Regions from separate parts of the Rattus norvegicus genome. Here region 2 is linked to region 1. The links are chromatin contacts, called in public Hi-C maps. All regions are on one chromosome and are shown on one strand. Each heading gives the region's core, a stretch centred on a gene start, on an enhancer-like site or on the middle of the called end of the contact. The rest is flanking DNA. Distances are from core to core; before and after follow the strand shown. Region 1 overlaps St6galnac5 (ST6 N-acetylgalactosaminide alpha-2,6-sialyltransferase 5). Region 2 overlaps St6galnac3 (ST6 N-acetylgalactosaminide alpha-2,6-sialyltransferase 3).

What was found. Hi-C and Micro-C count contacts between places; a contact is called where the count stands out from the background.
Region 2: a Hi-C map of frontal cortex shows a contact between it and region 1, with 2.6 times the contacts expected there. The contact joins two enhancer-like sites. A contact is called at or near these places in 3 of 12 Hi-C or Micro-C datasets (frontal cortex, kidney and prefrontal cortex).

Annotation. Positions count from the first base shown.
Region 1 is chr2:244,553,297-244,559,902 of GRCr8, reverse strand. All of the region lies in intron 2 of St6galnac5 (ST6 N-acetylgalactosaminide alpha-2,6-sialyltransferase 5), which reads left to right. Among named protein-coding and RNA genes, the nearest start is that of St6galnac5, 14 kb to the left of the region's middle. Within about 2 kb of position 2,417, at least 18 of the 93 cell types and tissues checked have an H3K27ac peak or open chromatin away from gene starts, as enhancers often do.
Region 2 is chr2:245,237,652-245,244,257 of GRCr8, reverse strand. The region is part of intron 1 of St6galnac3 (ST6 N-acetylgalactosaminide alpha-2,6-sialyltransferase 3); the gene reads left to right. Among named protein-coding and RNA genes, the nearest start is that of St6galnac3, 64 kb to the left of the region's middle. Within about 2 kb of position 3,792, at least 17 of the 93 cell types and tissues checked have an H3K27ac peak or open chromatin away from gene starts, as enhancers often do.

The DNA.
Region 1 (6,606 bases), core at 1,168-3,667:
CCCTCTCCTCATTTTCTAGGTTTGTGCATAGCTGACGAAAGTTATCCTGCACACAAAGTGGTCAGGCCAAGGGGAGTGTAATGTTTAATCACATGCAGAAACGCTACAGCCTGACCACTCATTTACTGAAATTACCTTTCCCCAGTAGGGAAGAGGGTGTCATCTAGAGACTCAGCCAACCAAGAGTTTGAAGGACTGTCGTTTTGCAAATCCCACAGCCTACCTGACCTCTGAGATGGACCACCTACTCCGAATCACTCCAGGTAGAAAAGAAACCTGTTAAAAACTACGAGGGAGGAAAATTAACCTTGACAGTTTTTGTAGCTCAGAATGGAAAGGAAACTTCATTATTATTATTTTCTGTCTCTGTGGCTACGGAGCTATCTGCACTGTTGGAGAATTACACAGATGCGAGAGTTCTCAGTCTGAAGTGCAGAGTTAAACAATTATTTCTTATAAGAAGCATATCCTGAAAATTAATTGCACATGTGGGACATCTCAACTGACTGAACTGTGTTATTGCATTTCTACTTACAGCCTGGCTTATGTTCCCTGCGAGCTTCCATTCCAGTGCCTTCTCTTTTCTTAGAGCATCTAGCTCACACACCTTAGGCAGACCAACAGGGTCCGTGAAGCCTACTTCTCCAGCCCCAGTCCCTACAGTTCCCCTGAGCTCAGGCTGCTCACACTCCGGGAGCTCATCCACACGCGTCTGCTGCTCCTCTGCAGAAACTACCCTTCCATGGCAGGAGATGACTCACAAGTTAGAAGCAGGCACTGCTCTTGCAGAGGACTCCGCATCCACACCAGGTGACTCACAGCAGCCTGTAACACCAGATTCAGAAGATAAGACACCCTTTCCCCATCTCTGTGGGCAACTGCACACGGGTGCACACGACCACATACAGACACGCAGACACATGCGCGTAATGAAAATGAAGATGCATCTTCTTAGAAAGAAATACTATTCTTTCGATTTGCCGGAGATTTAATTATTCAACAAGACCCAGACCAAAGCTTTCTCTCTAAAGTTCCCCTGTAAGCAAGGGAGGGAGACGTTCTTTTAGACTGCCCACATCAGTCCTCTCATCTCATAAACAATAACCACCTACTAGGTAGTCAGGATTGGAGAGGAAAGGGAATGAGATTAAAGACCCAAGCCCTGCCCAGTGGAGGAGTAAGTGTGGTCAAACAGCACTTGACCCTGAGAGTTCTGCTGCTCTGCACACAGAGCATACTTACACACACAAGACAGAATCCCGGTCGTATGATCCTGTGGACCAGCACTGTGCATGAACTTCATTGCTGCTGGAAATGCTACTCTACTACCCATGGCTGTATTAGCATTATACCCTAGCAAGTGCCAAGCCACTCCTTGTAGCTGTGGACATCCTTGGCCCCATACTATTTCCGTTGGACTTCCTCACCTATCTTCCGGTCTCGTCTGCCTTCTTGAACATAATTTAGTCCCATTATGTTTTGTAAGAATCAAATCTTGGCAAATCCTTGTTGAGTCTAGCTGTGATCATACTGCACTTGATTGTATTATATGTGAATACACCTGGCTAATGGACTCATTACTCAAGAGTGGACAAAAATGATAAAGGGGGGAAGAAAGACTTTACATACCTAGCCTTTGTTTCTGCATCTTTTGATTTTGTTTTTGTTTTTTTGTTTTTTTGTTTTTTTGTTTTTCCAGAGCTGGGGACCGAACCCAGGGCCTTGCACTCGCTAGGCAAGCGCTTTACCACTGAGCTAAATCCCCAAACTTCTGCGTCTTTTGAAAACACAGACCTTCCAAACAGTAGACCAGATGTTGGAGCAAAAGGTGTGTTCAGGCTCTGTAGTAGTGAGCTATGTAACTTCCAGGCTTAAGTTAGCCTGCCAAGATGTTAAGCAATATGCATTCATTCCTTAGTCTGCTATATGCATGTGCCTACCTTGTACCCAGCATAGTGTGTAGGTCCCAGGAGGCAGCAAATAACAGGTGAAGCACACCCCCAACTCTGAAACTCGCACCCACCTGGAAAAGCACAGAAACCGATATCAGGCTACTGTGAAGGTTTGGGTAGGACGTTGAACATCCCCCAGAGCTTAGATTTATCCTGAAAGCATTTTTGAGGTAGAGACGCAACTACCTCAGATGTGTGTTTCGGCTGGGTTGTTTTGGCGTCGGGATAATGTGATTAGAGTAGCTCTTGGTTTCAGCAAAGAGAACTGTTGTTCTAAGCAGCAAACTAGTACTGTGGTCAGAGTCAGCGATGGTAGCAGCCAGAGGATCAAAACAGCTAGGGATTCTGCCTGTGTGAATGATTCCGAGCTTGCCAAACAGAATGCTCAGTCAGAACACAGCTTCTTCAACCATAGAAGGTCCGTGGTTCAAGACTGCCTCTCAATGGCTGCCGAAAGAGTCTCAGATGATCCCAGATGGTCGCTTAACGTTGTCTAATTTTGAACCTTGCTGTGTATCTTAACGCCACATGCTGGCTTGAGCAAAACAGGAAACCGTGATGTTTCGGTTAGGGCTAAAGCAAGCTGTCGGCAGAGATAGCGCAATGCTCGCTGGCGACAATGAGAATTAAGCTCTCCACCTGCAGCAGAACCAGTGGGACCTGGAGCGAAGGGACTCTGGGGACTTTTATAGCGTTTCAGTTCTCCGTGGGGTGGGCAGACTTACCAGGCGCGGGGTTTTCGTAGCGTAAGGTAAAGGGTGGTTCTTCCTGCCTCTCGTTTCCCATTTAGCTACAGAGAAACAATTACCATTCTTTGAAATCACCTTTGTTAACGGCATCTGAGGAAAGGGAAGGTTCCATTCCAGCTTCATCCGAGGGAAATTGGCCATAAAGTAACGGAAAACTTGTCAAGAGGAAGCCTTGATCTTAATTCACCCAGCGGCATTTGATTGGAAACACAAACACGTACTGTACGTCTAAATGAGCGGCAGGTTTATGGGGCCCACACTTGGAGTTATTCAGCAGTTAGCACCTGCCAGGCTGCTTCGGGGAGAGATGTGGGGCGTCTCGAGTTACCCGGAACTCCCATTCCATACCAAAAATCATAAAGCACATTCTCTTCCGTTGTATTCAATTTGTACAAGTTTTGAACAAGGGATGCACAGAAAGCGGTGATGGTCTGCGTGCCTTCTAGGACACAGGAGAGTGGGTGAGGATTGTGAGAACCGGTGGGAAACGCTCCAGCAACAACCACACTGAGAAAAGCTCAGCCCCGGTGCCACCCCTGCCACAAATTTCCTCCTGGTGACTCATGCTTCTGCCCCGGAGGTGTGTGTAGCTTGATGTGGGCTTACCACGTGATGAATTACTTAGTCCAACGTTCAGGAAAAGATGTCAGGGAAAGACAACCGAGAGAAACAGCGTGTCCTGACCCAGTGAGTCTGCGGCAATGGCAGGGGAGGGTGCCCTGTTTGTGCTCTTATGATAGGATCCTGGATCCTGAGAGATTTATAAAGACCAGACGTTCCTCGTTCCTCGGAGTTGTGCCGGGAGGAATCTAAGATTGACACTGGGTGTCTGGTGAAAGCTGCATCCTGGAAGGCGGTGAATGAGAGGTGGGTCCTCCCATGGTCCTTCCCTACAGGGAAGACAAGGTACAACTCTACTGCACAGACCTGTGGGGACACTTATGGCTCTCCTGTGAGCATCCAGTACCTAAAGGGGCACAGTGGTCGCTTTTGTCATCACGGTGATCAGATAATCTGATGTGACAGCTTGAAGAGGAAGCCTTTATTTTGGCTCATGGTTTTGGGGGGGACATGGGTCATCATGGCAGGGGAGATGGTAGGTATCAAGTAGCTGCACTGGAGAGGGAGCCAGGTCTGAGATTCCTGGCCTTTCCTACATATCAGCAGAATTGGGAAGCAGAAAGCAGACAGAAAATGGGGCCCCACCCTCACCCCCGCCCCAGTGACCCACACCCTACCGTAGAGCAAACCTGTAGGAACATTTGATTCAAACCCTAGCAGGCAGAGTTCGCATGGCCTATCCCCTTTGAATGTCCCTAATCCTTAAATGATGACACTGGCAAGGTTACTATAATTAGATATAGGACCAAAAATGAGGACCAGAGTGGAAAAACAGCGCCAGTTCCTTTTTTGTTAGCAGAGGCTCTAAGAAACATTCACTGGGCTCTAGAAAGCCCAGTACGAGTGTCTTGGGGTTGACTCCAAATTATCTGTGAGTGATCACAGTAGCTTACCATTATTAATTTGCTTAGGACCCGATATCCTACTTGAGAATAGCATATCGATGGGCTAAATCAATGAGTGTCTGAGGCCCCAGAGTGACTGTGGTCTTTACTGAGCTCCAGGCCCCTGGGGGATGACAACCTCAGCATTGACTGGCCTGCTACTCAAAGACCATTTGTAACTATGGAGACGGGCTCTGTGTGTTACCCAGACACTTACCTCACCCTGCTATCTTGTATGTGACCTACTTTCGTCATCTTTTCTTTTGCTTTCAGAGTCAAAGTTTCACCAGTTAGCCTAGGCTAGCCCTGAACTTACAACCCCCTGCCTCTACCCTTAGAGTGGGGAGTTCGCAAGTGAATACCACTTTGCGCAGGGTAAAGGACATTTTAATTGTTCACTAACTCCCTGAGTATGGATGTTTTGCCTGCATATATGTCTGTGCACCGTATTTGCCTGGTCCTATGGAGACTGGAAGAGGGTGTTGCGCTGGAGTTAAGACTGGCGTTACAGATGATTGGGAACTGACATGCGGGGACTGGAAACCAAACTCAGGTCCTTTAGAAGAGCAGCCAGTGCTATTAACAGCTAAGCCATCTCTCCGGCCCCTAAAGGGCTTTTCTTAATGAATCTGCAGAACAGCAAAACCTCTGAAAGGTCTCCAGGGTGGAGAGCAGTCAGCCGCTCCTCTATGTGTTCCCTAGGTTTCTATGCCAACCTATGGACGCCCAAGCTCAGCTGCAGTTCTCTCATACCTTTCCTGTAGACCACGCAGCCACGGCACACAGAGTGCCTGCTGCTAGAAACCATTCACCGGGAACACGAGCCGGTGGCTGCTTTGAGAGGAATAAACATCAGTCCGGTCCCTGTAGTAAACGTGGGTGTGCGGGGCAACAATGCGGAGGTAAAGAAAAACTAAGCCTTACTCACGAACTTCTCACTCAGACATAATTACCCTTGATATTTTTATGCACTACCTCATGGAAGTCGTCAAACTCATCCCAACGTGCGTAGATGGTGCTTACTGATTCTTCCTCAGTCTTTACTCACTCTTTCCTCCCCGCCTCCCTCTCACCTACCCATTTTTCCAACTGAAGCAATACTTAATTCCATAGATCATTCTCAGCCATTTTTTCCTCCCTCTTGGCATTTTTCTTTAAATCTCACTACGCAGGGTATTTGGGGGTACAGACAAAGGTATCCCCCTGTGGCACTTCCAGAACACTGTTAGGGAGGAGGGGTGCGCTGGGGTGGGGTGGCGTGTGGATGGGGCAGGTGAGTGACTCTCCACGTGCACTGCCTCCCGTTTGCCCTTGTGAGCCCAGCTTCAGTTTCACAGTCCCACTCATCCCATAAAGACTACAGCTCAAAGCAGCCATCCACAGGAAGGGCAGACCCGTTGACTTGATCTTACTTTCTTTCCTAGAAATTTCACAGCACAATGATTTGTAACTCTCACCCTTTTCTTAATTAGCCACTTTTCTGGGTTGCTTATAGTCTGTGTAATTATATCTCTATGTGGCAGTCTCGGAATGCGTTGTTCTTCGTCCATGGGCAGAAGTCTGTTGTTAGAGCCCTGGCACCTCTCTCTCACACAGGCCAAATGGAGGACCAGCTAGCACAGCCTCGGGGCCTGCTCTTTCCTGTGCTGCCTCTTTTGTTTGTCCTGGCCCTCTTTGTCCACTCAATTAAGAGTCACTTAATTGTCACCATCTTTCCCTTTGGGAAGGCTTTTATTGTGGAGATATATGTAATGACATTTCCAAACTCCACGATTTTACCTGTAGAGTTCATCATGCTGAGCCATGAGCATGACTACTTATTTCCAAAATTCTTCCTCAGCCTAACACAAACTCTGTGGCCTGTGAGGCAGTAGACTTCGTCCTTCCCTCCCTTAGTCCCTGGAAACTCAATTCTACTTTCTCTCTCCATGGACGCGCCTGGTCTTGAGGCTCCAAGGAGGTTCTGCCTTCTGCTTGGCCAGAGGTGGAAGAGCAGAAGAGAGCAGGCCTTCTCCATGAGGCCTTTGAGAGACAACTCGCCCCCACAGAGAGAAGTACGGTGAAGCACGTGAAGGCAGGTGCTCTCCCAGTTCCTTTGGTTCCTTCGTGTGGTAGCCTTTATCACACCTTTGTGCTGTCTTAAGATGAATCGCCTACTGTATGGCTGGACCAAACTACATTTATCCAGCCCTCTTTTGATGGGCATGTTTTGAGAATCCAGCCCTCTTTTGATGGATATGTTTTAAGAATGATGTTGTCATGGAAACCATCTTCCCACCCCCACATTTTACCCCCTCCTCCTTCTTTTTTCCCCTCTCTCCTCTAACTCCCGCAGAAGCACTTCATTCTCTGCTCCTCATAACTGACACGCACAATCAGAAGAGAATTTTTAAAAGTCCA
Region 2 (6,606 bases), core at 2,543-5,042, 680 kb before region 1:
GCTGGAGAGCTGAGCTTGTCTGTCTGGCTTCATGCTGCTGAGAGCCTTTCTGAGTTTTCTCTGTGCATATTCCTCTGTGGTTCACATAGACTGCCTCTGAGTGCAACCGGGCTGCAGAGGGGACACGGGTGGCGGCAGGCAAGTGGGGTGGGGGATGGTGCATCTCCAGGGAAACCAGAGGAGTCACTGGTCAAACCAAAACTACTGGCTTAGCTGATGGGAACCCACCATCTACCAACCATGGAACCCCATGTTAGACTTTGGAAAGTGGCTCCTTGTCTTGCTCCCCAAATGTGGGGCGTACATCAGTAGCAAGGCACCTCCAGGAACCTGGGTACAACCATGGAACTCAAGCCACACCTTCAGTGTCCTAAAACTGGCTTCCCACTCGGGACTGCATGGCTCTGGAAGCTGATGTTCATGCCTTCACACTGTGGTAATGCCATGAGAGAAATGGCCGAATCTGTGAGCTAGAAAGCAAGTTCTGTCTGCACTGTGAAAACTGGACAGACGCAGAGTTGCACAGATGTTCAAAGAGACACGAGAGTTTGGACACTCGTAAGTCATCAACCTCTTCAAGGTGGATGAGAAAAGTTTTCCTTTTGCCATTCCTATTATTTTAGAGTTACTCTATCAATTAGTTAACATAGTAGAGACCGCCTCATGTAGCCAAAGCTGGTCTTGAATTGACTCCATCCAGCCAAGGATGACCTGGAACTTCTTATCCTCCTGCCTCCGCCTGCTGGGATTTCCATCATGAACCGCCACACTTGGACCTGAGGTTTTTCCTTCTAAACTGTCTGTTTGAAAAATGATTGGTTTGTGATCTGATTAGGGAGTGGCATTGATAACCCTGCCCTGTACTTAAGACGAGTAGGCTAACCAGTGCGATGCGGTTTTCTAGATCTGTACTTTAAAAAACAAATGTACGGACATCCAAAAGCTGTCAGGGTGATTTCATATATGCATAGGATAGTGTTGTGTGTCTGTGTGCATGGGCACAGGGTGCTTTTGAAGATTTTTTTTGTGCTTCCGGTCTTATCAAACACACAGCACCTTCTCTTAGCTTGCATGGAGCACACTTTCATTTTCCCATCTCTTTAGGGTTGATTGCAGAGGTGATCTGGGATAGAGCCTGTCTACAACCTTAATTTCTCTCTTTACAGAAGAAAGGCTGCCTCCTCCTGACACCTTGCTTTCATTGCTGTCTGGAGGGAGGCTTATGATGAGTTAGCCTTCATTGTGCTTTCCTTGAAGGTGGTTCAACTTTGGAGGGAGAAGTTCCTGAGTCTCCTCCTTGACTTCAATGGCGCTTCCCCTCCTGCCTCCCTCCTCATGTCCTGTGACATTCTTTTTTTCCCCTTTTTCTTATGTTTCTTATTTTTTATTGGATTTTTTATTTATGTTTCAAATGTTATCCCCCTTCCCGGTTTCCGTCCATAAACCCCCATTTCCCCTTCCCCTTCTTCTGTAAGGTTGTTCCCCTCCCATCCACCCACCCCTTCCCACCTCCCCTCCCTGACATTCTCCTGCACTGGGGGATCCAGCCTTGGCAGGACCAAAGGTTTCTCCTCCCATTGGTGCCCAACAAGGCCATCCTCTGCTACATATGCAGCTGGAGCCATGGGTCTGCCCATGTGTACTCTTTGGATGGTGGTTTAGTCCCTGGGGGCTCTGGTTGGTTGGTATTGTTGTTCTTATGGGGTTGTAAACCCCTTTAGCTCCTTCAATCCTTTCTCTAACTCCTCCAACGGGGACACCGTTCTCAGTTCAATGGTTGGCTGCTAACATTCACCCCTGTATTTGTCGTTCTCTGGCTGAGCCTCTCAGGAGACAGCTGTATCAGGCTCCTGTCAGCATGCACTTCTTGGCATCAGCAGCATTGTCTGGGTTTAGTGTCTGTGTGTATATGGGCTAGATCCCCAGTTGGGGCAGGCTCTGAATGGCCTTTCCTTCAGTCTTTGCGTCACACTTTGTCTCCATATCCCCTCCTGTGAGTATTTTTGTTCCCCCTTCTAAGAAGGACTGAAGCATCCGCACTTTGGTGGTCCTTCTTTTTTGAGCTTCATGTGATCTGTGAATTGAATCTTGTGTATTCCGGGCTTTTGGGCTAATATCCACTTATCAGTGAGTACATACCATGTGTGATTTTTTTTTTCCTGACTGGATGATATTTTCTGGTTCTGTTCTGTGACATTGTTGCCGAGCTCCATTTGTCCCCTCCTCTCTACTTCCCCTTTCTGTCTCTCCCTCCGTCTTGTCTTCTTTCCACTTTACAAGACGCCTTCGCTTTCCTCTTCAGCAGCGTTTCAGAATCCATCCTGACAGGTTTTCACTGCTGTTCTGCCTCACCCCAAACAAATGGGTTAGGAAAGTGTGGAGTGTGCAGGCTCAGGAAGAAGCAAAAAAAAAATTTTTTTTTTGTTTATTTGCAGTACAATTGAGAAACTTTTAAATGTTTCCAAAGAGGAGTTGTGTGGTTGCCTCATTCCTAAATTTATTCCCAGCAGAAGCCCTCAGGAAATACCCATGCATAGCAGGGTTCAGCAAGGCACATGCTGCTGCTGCTGCTCCCCCTCCCCCTCCCCTTTACCCCTCCCTGTCCCCTTTACCCCTCCCCCTCCCCTCCATTTTTCCTCCCCCCCTCCCCCTCCCCCTCCCCCTCCCCCTCCTCCTCCCCCTCCCCCTCCTCCTCCCCCTTCTCCTCCTTCTCCCCCTTCTCCTCCCCCTCCTCCTCCCTTCCTCCTCCTCTTCCTCCTCTTCCTCTTCCTCCTCTTCCTCTTCCCTTTCTCCTCCTCCTCCACTTCCTCCTCCTCCCCTCCTCTTCTTCCTCTTCCTCCTCCTCCTCCTCTTCCTCTCCCCTTTCTCCTCCTCCTCCACTTCCTCCTCCCCCTCCCCTCCTCTCCCCCTTCCAGTCCCTCTCCCCTTTCCCTCCCCCTCCTCCTCTCCCTTCCCCTCCTCCTTCCCCTTCCCCTCCTCCTTCCCCTTCCCCTCCTCCTTCCCCTCCCCCTCATCCCCCTCCCCTCCCCTCCCCCTCTTCAGTCTTTAGTTCCCTTTCTGTCCCTTACAGGATCTCAGGCATCTGGAGATGAGTCACCTCAGCAGGTGCTTACCTGATAGATCACTTTTTCCACTTTCTCTCACAGACATTTCTCAGAGAGACTCCCTTGGCTCAGTGATGTCTGTGGAGTCAAGTCTGGCACCTCTGAGCTCATACTCAAGACCATGTGTTCTAAGAGCAACCAACTCACCATGCCACCACCGTTTTTTTCCTCTGTCCCTACTCTCAGCGCTAAACTGCAACCGCTCCTACCACCCTGCTACCTGATCCGCTGGCCCGGCCTGCTGTCTTGTCTGCTGTCGTCTGCCGGGCATGCATTGAGCGTCTGTTGCTGCTGTGCCTCTCTGATGGCAGGTGTTTAGAAGTGGTTCAGATGTAGGCTGGGTGAGAGGGCTCATTCTCCGTCCTGCTCAGGCTCAGGCCTCGCTGGGCTCCATCTCCTCATGCATTCACTCCTCACCTGTCACCCACCATCTCCCTCTGCCCATCAGAGTCCAACTCTCTGACAATTGTTCTCCCTGGAAGCCTCCGCTAAGCACGACCTTTCCATGGTTGCTGTTTGTACCAACTTTCCCAGTAAGTGCATTCTGCGGTGAGGTTTCTTCTCAGCCGAGAGGGATAATGAAAGATTCCTGTTTGCCTCTTCCCCTCACCATGGAGCCTGCTCAGAAAACTACAGCAAACAGAACAAACCCAGCATGGCCTTTCAGACAGACAGCCTGGCGGGCGTCTCTGTCCGACAGTGGACCATGGTGAGTGAGGCCTTTGCTCTGCTTCTTCACGAGCCTTGTGGTGGGGCCTCCTACCCTCAAGGGGCTGCTGCTGAGGTTTTTATTTCTCTGAAGTTTGTTTTCTTTTTTCTAAGTACAGTTCTTTGGTAACAAAGCTTCATCATCACACCAGCCGTAGGCTCTGGGGATGGAATTCAGGCCTGTGCACTCACAGAATGAGATTGTCTTGGCTGAGCAGCCACCCCTAACAACAACCTCCCCTCTGCCCCCCAGCCTGGTTTGCATCCCCTCTGTTCTCCATTCGCTGCCCTTAGCTACTTAGGGTGATTTCTGTCTTGGCTGTTGAGAATGGTGCAGGTTTGGTAAGCAGGTTTGTACAAGTGTCTTCCACCTATTATAACTGACCGGGGCATAAGGGGGCTCCCGGACTCGTCTGGTGTGCTGAGTGACATTTGCTGAGGGACACAGCAAGATTCTAAAGAACAGGGGTCTCCCTGCAGGCTGGAGCGAGCCTGGGATGCTTGCTCCTAGGCGTGTGCTGCATGGGCAGGGGTGACCTAGCTGTGCAGCTGCAGTGACAGGACAGTGTGGCACACTGCATCTGGGCTGGCTTGTCTCAGGTCCGATAGCTCCACCAATCTAATGCTTTTTTACCATCTCTTTGTGGTTCCTGTTGGGATGTCTCCATCGGTTCCCAGCCTAGTGAGCTGCTTTTGTGTCCGGTGCTTGGTGTGAAAGCCATGATTCTTTGAAGTTAACCCCAAGTTGCCTCTTTGACCTCTCCCTCTTTGTCCCTGCTTACACTCTCCCGTTATGGTGTCAAGCAAGGCAGACAGCAGCAGACATCGGGCGGGCTCGCCACTCCTACCCGTGTGTAGGGCTGGCTGTGAGATTTCTTCATCCTCCGCCCAGGTTGGTCTTCTCCCCTGATTGCTCTTGTCCATCTGTGCAGGTGCACCCACCTTAGTGTATCCCTGCGGGTTTAGCCTATCTTCTCGGTGACTTTGGCTGTGGTGGGGATTGCTGCCAGCTTCCTGCTGCAAGGCGGCAATGGCCTTGTCCTCCGTCCAGCCTGTGAATTGGCAGGGCGCTGAGATCTCACCTTAGCTGTGAATTCAGACAGCCGCAGGCAGCACGCGCTCCGAATTCGAGTCTTACTTCTGCGTTATCAGGATGGTGGTAACGAAAGGGTCTCTGTCAGGTGCAGAGGTCCCTGTGGTGGCCCCGTGGTGGCCCTGTGGTGGCTTATGGGTGTAGCAGCTTGGGGACCAGTAGCTGTACAGTTGTTGGAGGACATCTTGGAAGCGGTTCATCTTCTTTCTATCTGAGATAACCAAGGTTGGCGGAGCTCAGCCATTAGCACCACTGTTAGGGAACACTGACATTTCAGGTCCATGGACTGTGAAATGGCAGGTTCAAGGCCCGCATCAGCCACTTCAAACTTAGCCTGCTTTTTTTGGGCCCTTTCTAAGAGAGAAGCACTGATGGTTGCTAGCACACAGAGAGCAGGTGACAGAATGGTGGGACGGCTCTACTTTTCACCGGTGAGAGCTACCAGGAATAAGCCACAGCTTTCAGAGACTCTGAGCCATAGGAAAATGAGGCTTCTCCCCAAGGTTGCTGTGGGGTCAGCTCTGGAGAAAAATCAACCGGTTCAGGAGGGTGAATTGCTAGAAAGCTGCTGTCTCTGTGTCAGTCCGGATTTCTTTTCTCTTTTTTTTAAAATTTTAATGTTTTTGGATATTTTATGTATTTACATTTCAAGTGTTATCCCCTCCCCCTCCCTCCCCCTCCCCATCCCCCTGCTTCTATGAGAATGCTCCCATTCCCACCCACCCACTCCCACCTCACCACCCTGGCATTATTGGGGCAACGAACCTTCACAGGACCAAGGACTTTTCCTCCCATCTGGATTTGTAAAAAGGATTCTAGTTCAAGAGCCTTCTGTGGGCGAGTACCAGAAAACTGTACAGAGAGGAATGGACTAGGGAAGCGCAGGGAGGGTGTGTTCCAGTCCAGCAATCCCGGCAGCAGCAGACCCTGCTGAGGATTGGAGCTCAGTTCTGTCCGGGCAGACGGGAGCCTCTGGGTCACCCTGCCTGGTTGGTGAAGACTTCGCCAGCCTAGAGCCTCTGAGACAGGCAGAGGCTGCCACATAACAGAAACATGTGAGAGTGGACCCCCCAGCCCTCAGCCACATTCCCGAGGCCATGGGAGCCACGGGAGTCCTAGGCAGGAACCTAGATATGATCTGTGAGACCACTGAGTCCAGACCTCAGAAAGGCAACCAGGGCCTCACTGTTGAGCAGTTCCTGGACTGAGGTGAGAAGCCAGGCCCCCTGACAACGGCTGTAGCCCTCTTTCTAATCGTTACTCAGAACAGAAATTTAAATCCTCTGTGACGTGTGAGACAGACTGGATTTGATTCATGGAGCAGCGTCTTCCTTTCCGCCCTGGATGCCTTTGTCTTTCCCTGAGTGAAAAATTATCAGAGGACTAAATCCTCTCTGAGAGCCACAGAAAGAGAGGGGAAAAAATGGCCAAGTGTGTAAATAATGTCTCCCGGGGAAGCTCATATTTTTGGAGGCATTTGCTAATCATGTCTGTTTGGCATTGTTGTATCTTAAGTGTTTACTTGGGTGTCTGGCATTTTGCTTTTCCAAGGATCCTTGGAGTCCATGCCAGGGGAGCCTGACAGCCACTGTCTCATCAGTGGCTCATTAAGGTCAAAGTTATTTAAATGGCTGTGGCGGGGCCTAAGGTGGGAGAGCCACGACAGAGGTCCAGCTTCTACACACTTTCTTCAGATGCAAG